Linked DNA regions of Mus musculus: region 2 is linked to region 1. A link is a contact called in public HiChIP or PLAC-seq data. All regions are on one chromosome and are shown on one strand. The core of a region is the stretch at or near the end of the contact, and the rest is flanking DNA. Distances in the headings are between cores, read along the strand shown.

Region 1 (2,700 bases), core at 155-2,654:
CTATAAAAGATTCTTCTGTATTTGTACAAATATAATATGCCCAAGAAGTCTACAGTTTGTGATCCTGTAGATGCAATATACACATTACTAAAACTTGCATGCATGAGAGAAACATTATGTTAAATATACCTAGCTTCAAGTCAATGAGCATGCATAAATTCCAGGCTGTTTCAAACTTCAGAAGAGGAGGAGACTAACCAGAGAAATTCACTCTCACCTAGATAAAATTTAAATCCAACATTTAGACTGCTTGATCCCATAACCAGGACAAGAATTCTAGTACATTACCTGGCAAACCGCTCTTTGTCATTACACATCTGGTCATCATCGCATCTGAAAAGAAAGGGCAGGGATTAATTCAAACCCTTGTACTTATATCTACTCCGCTCTGAAATAAAAACTAGAAATAAATAAAACTACTCAACAGGGAAAGATAATGGACCAGCACCACAAAGCAGCAGACACTAATAGCATCTGAGAGAACACTGAGAGCCGATGACTATCATGTCTCAGTGACCACACACAGAAAGATGGTATGATGAAAACATGAAATGTCTTGTGATTTCTCTAAAGTTGGGAATATATTTGGGGTTTTTGTTTGGTTTTTTTCCGGGGGGGGGGTGTTTTTTTGAGATGGGGACAGCTATGTAGCACTGGCTAGTCTGGCATTCACTCTCAACTTACAGACCCTTTGCCTCTGCCTCCCAATTGCTTATTACAGGTGTCAATCACTAAGCCTGACTCAGTTTGTTTGTTTTTTAATTGTAGCTTTAAAAAAACAAAAACAAAAACAAAAATCAAAAAACCAATAGAACAGCGTGTGGGTATATTTTTCATGTTTTCATTCTTCTGTGAAAAACAGGATCATAAATATGGGTATTCATCTAATACCCATATTTTGACCCTGCTTTAAGCTGGGTGTGGTAGCATGTGCCTGCAGTTCTTTAGGCCTACTTAGGCAGCTGAGAGAAAAGAACATTTGAGCCAGGTGTAGGAGGCTGGTCTGAGCAACACAGCAACACTCCACAAGGAATGGGGGATGGGAAAGAGATAGCCAAAGCCTCCAAGGGTCAGGGACCATTGCATAAGAGTTAACACTCTGAGTTAAGAGAAAGGGCAGACTGTTGTGGAACACTGCCTTCTGAAATGACATGAGCAATGCATACTTGAATTCACAACAGCTGTGACTACAAAAACTACACAACATCCTAGCATAGAAGGGGGGAGGAGTTCACAAAGCCACAAACCCCCTTGAGGATCTATAAGCAGTTAGTTGCTGGGAGAGCTTTTCTTCATTGTTGTAGCCCCGAGGAAAGTGTAATCACTCACACATACTACTGGTAAGCAACCCTAATGAAACATCCCACTCCAAAAGAAAAAGAAAAAAAAAAAAAGGTCACGAAAGTAGAAGAGGAACTAGTTGGGAAAAGGAAGGGGACTATCGAGAAGAGGATGTCCCAGGGTGAGGGGTGGGGTATACAATGCCTTATATATATGTATGAAAATATAAATTGTGCACAACTGAACCCCTGCATGCAGAATGCAAGTTCAAAGAGGATCAGTTCAAGTTGGAGGTCGGCATGGTCTAGACAGCAAGTTTCAGGCCATCAAAACCAAACTTGTGTTTGCAGCCACAGGGCAGATATGGAGGTGGAGAACAACTTTCAAGAACAACTCTATCCTTTCACAGTGTGGGTTCCGAGATCAGTCACCTCAAAAGCACTCTATGCGTTAGGTCTCTGTGTGTAATTATTGAGAGCAGCTCAGACTTGAATTCACAGCGATCCTTTTACATAAGCCTCAAGTGTTGGGATTATATGTATGTGCCATCATACCTAGCTCAAAACTAATTCATTTAGGGGCTAGAGAGAGAGCTCAATGATTACAAGCACTTGTTGTTCATGCAGAGAGCCCATGTTCAGTTCTCAGAACCCACCTGGCAGCTTACAATTGTCTGTAACTCCAGGTCTAGGAACCAGGCACACATACTGTGCAAGATACATATGTAGGCAAAACACACATATAAAAATAAAAATTTCTAAAGTCTTCAGAAAAAAGCTAATATACAAAGTTTTAGTATGAGCAATCGAATCTTTTAAGCTTGTGAGGCAAGTGACCCTGAGCTGTAACTTGTAAAGTGGCACCATATTCTCTTCCATTGTGACTGTACCATTTTACAATATCACAGTGTATAACTGTTCCGATTCCTCCACTTCTCTAGCAATTTTGTTATTTTCTGGGGGGTTACTTGTGTCTTTTTGAGACAGGAGCTCCCTGTGCAGCCCTGGGTTCCCTCTACCCATGGGAGGCTGGTGGGTATCAGTCTCCAGACTTAGCTCCGATTTTGTTTTGGTTTTGATAGTGGTCTCTGGATTGGATATAAATGTTATCTTTGACTTGTATACCTCCTAAATATCTCTGAATGATTACTAATGTCAACCTTTCACATGCTTCTTGGCCATTTGTATCTTTTCTTTGGAGAAATGCCTCTCCATGTCTTTTGGCATTTTTCCCCCTTTCATTTTTAAATTTGCTTTTACCAACTTTGAAAGTAATCTATGTTTGGTGTAAAACAAACAAACAAAAGCATTAAATTGAAACAAGACTACTCCCTAACTCTTCCTCTGAGAAAGGTTCTCCAAGATGGTAAAGCTCCTGGCTACTGCCTTCTGGGGATTCCTACTTCCCTCCTAACTGTGG
Region 2 (2,700 bases), core at 198-2,697, 71 kb before region 1:
CAGTCTACGGGATCTAATGGCCTCTTCTGACCTCCAGGTGTGGGGTTGGAGGCCTGAAGGCATGTAGTGCACCTACGTACATGCAGGCAAATCACTAATACACATAACAAAATGAATAAATGGGGAGAAGGGACTGGGCTGGAGGAATAGCTCAGAAGGTAAGAGCCCTGGTTGCTCTTACAGAGGATTCAGGTTTGACTCCCAGCACCCACTTGACAGCTCAGCTGTCAGTCCAGTTCCAGGGGATCTGACACCCTCTTCTGTCATTAGAAGGTACTGCACACATGGCACACAGACATACATGAAGGTAAAACACTCATCCACATAACATTTTTTTTTTCAAATTTTTTCTTTAAAAGGAGTGAGTTGTGTACAGGGGGGTTAAATGCTTTATAGACAAGAAAAAAAAAACTGCCCTAGAACCAACTTATTCATCATCATCTTCTTCTTCTTCTTCATCTTCCTCCTCTTCTTCCTCCTCTTCCTCCTCCTCCTCATCTTCCTCTTCCTTCTTTTTCTTGCTCTCTCAGCCTTGACCACCCCCTTTTTCGATGCATCAGGTTTTCCTTTAGCTCTGTAGGCAGCAATATCCTTCTCATACTTCTCCTTCAGCTTGGCAGCTTTCTTCTCATAGGGCTGCTTGTCATCTGCTGCAGTGTTGTTCCACATCTCTCCTAGTTTCTTTGCAACATCACCAATGGATAAGCCAGGATGCTCGCCTTTGATTTTGGGGTGGTACTCAGAACAGAACAAGAAGAAGGCTGAAGGAGGCCTCTTGGGTGCATTGGGGTCCTTGAACTTCTTTTTGGTCTCCCCTTTGGGGGGATGTAGGTTTTCATTTCTCTTTCATAACGAGCCTTGTCAGCCTTTGCCATGTCTTCAAATTTCCCCTTTTCTTTAGCAGACATGGTCTTCCACCTCTCTGAGCACTTCTTGGAGAACTCTGAGAAGTTGACAGAAGCATCCGGGTGCTTTTTCTTGTGCTCCTCCCGGCAAGTTTGCACAAAGAATGCATATGAGGACATTTTGCTTCTCGGCTTCTTAGGATCTCCTTTGCCCATGTTTACTTGATTTTCCTCCGCGAGGCACAGAGTCACCCAGTGCCCGTCCGGCTCGCACTTGCCCCGGCGCTGTCTCTATGGAGCTCAATGTACTGCAATGGCTGTGTCCACATAACATTTTTTAAATGTCTATTTTTATTTCTCTCTCTGGTGTGCATGTGTGTGCTCGTGTGTGTATGTGAATTAGTGTGAATACTGATGTGAGCAGTGTTTAGGTGGAACTCCCTTCCACACTTTGAAATGCAATCTCTGGCCCTGCATGTGCCAGGCTGGATGGCTCACATGGTTTCTCCACCTTAAGTTAGGAAGACATGCTACTGTACCCACATGGGCGTCAGAGGCCTGAGCTCAGTTCCTCGTATCTATGGCCAGTACTTTACCCACTATGCCTCTTCCACAGCCAAGGGTTTCTGTTCCTCAAATGTGCCTAATGTGGTCTTTCCTCAGTCCTGAATGTGTTTCTTGGCCCAGGACGGTCCCTCCCTTCCACCCATTTTGTTTATTGCCCTTTCTATCAGTCCTCGGCTCTAATGTTGCCTTATTTGCTGGCCTTTCCTTCGCCCTCCCACCGCATCCTTGGTAGGATGCATCACCACTGTCTTCCAGGTCACCACATCACCCATGTCTTGCTTTATCTGTTCTCATTGTCCATCACCATCAGCACTGTAACACTGTCACGGTAACATGAGCTCCATAGCAACAAGAATGTGCCTTGTTTCTACTCAAAGCAATATCTGGCCAGAAATAAGTACACAATACATCTAGAAAATACCACTTTTTCAAATGTCATCTGGGGATGGGGAAAACAGGGCGCTGAGCAAAAGCACACTGCTCGGGTGGCAATCATCTACCTTATCCTTGTATTCTTTCTCATGGGTTTTCTTCCAGAGATCCCAATGGTAGTCCAGGGTAGGGTCTCTCTGCAGTTGCTCCATTGCCACAGAGCACACCAGGGGCATCCAAAACAGCCATCTTCTGCTTAAAGGAAGGACACAGAAGAAGCATAACCATTATCTGTGTGTATTTTGATCCATAGTTCTCTTTTGTTTGTTTGTATTTATAAAGATATGTCGCTCTGTAGCCCAGGCTGTTCTGGACCTCACCACACAGCCCAGGCTACCCTTGAACTTGTAGCAATCTGCCTGACTCCAAATCCCAAATGCTGAGATTACAGGTACAGGTGTGCACTACTACCATGGATGTTGCCATGGGTCCTCAAAAGTCTTCTCAAAAGAAAGGAACAGAGCCCTGTAAGTTAGTGATACAGGTAACTTCCTGGAATGTCCAGGATGAAGAGGGAATCATGTCTAAAATACTATAGTAGTACTTTTAATACTTTAAGAAGGGCTCTTCAGCTGGGCAATAGCATATGCTTTTAATCCCAGAACTCAGGAGGCAGGTGGATCTCTGAGAGTTCACGGGCTAGCCTGGTCTACATAGTGAGTTCCAGGACAACAGCTAGGGCTATGTAGACAGATGCTATCTGAAATAATAATAATAATAATAATAATAATAATAATAATAATAATAATAATAATAATAATAATTTCCAGAAAATTTCCAAGTGGGGCTGGAGAGATGGCTCAGTGGTTAAGAGGCTGCTCTTCCAGAGGACCTGGGTTGGAGTCTCAGACCTCAT

What was found. HiChIP or PLAC-seq counts read pairs in DNA pulled down with a chosen protein or histone mark.
Region 2: an H3K27ac HiChIP or PLAC-seq map of microglia shows a contact between it and region 1, with 4 times the contacts expected there. The contact joins two enhancer-like sites. A contact is called at or near these places in 2 of 39 promoter capture datasets (both in embryonic stem cells), 2 of 484 Hi-C or Micro-C datasets (cranial neural crest and nephron progenitors), 2 of 115 datasets of contacts at active chromatin or transcription factors (embryonic stem cells and microglia) and 2 of 9 other capture datasets (adipose tissue and pancreatic islet).

What each region holds. Positions count from the first base shown.
Region 1 is chr3:95,458,010-95,460,709 of GRCm38.p6, reverse strand. Arnt (aryl hydrocarbon receptor nuclear translocator) reads right to left here. Exons shown (of 22, transcript NM_001037737.2): 4 at 289-333. Among named protein-coding and RNA genes, the nearest start is that of Arnt, 25 kb to the right of the region's middle. Within about 2 kb of position 1,404, at least 24 of the 459 cell types and tissues checked have an H3K27ac peak or open chromatin away from gene starts, as enhancers often do. A contact at or near this core is called in adipose tissue and microglia, where this site is marked.
Region 2 is chr3:95,528,773-95,531,472 of GRCm38.p6, reverse strand. Ctss (cathepsin S) reads right to left here. Exons shown (of 8, transcript NM_021281.3): 2 at 1,913-2,036. It also overlaps the pseudogene Hmgb1-ps5. Among named protein-coding and RNA genes, the nearest start is that of Ctss, 3.3 kb to the right of the region's middle. Within about 2 kb of position 1,447, at least 40 of the 459 cell types and tissues checked have an H3K27ac peak or open chromatin away from gene starts, as enhancers often do. A contact at or near this core is called in adipose tissue and microglia, where this site is marked.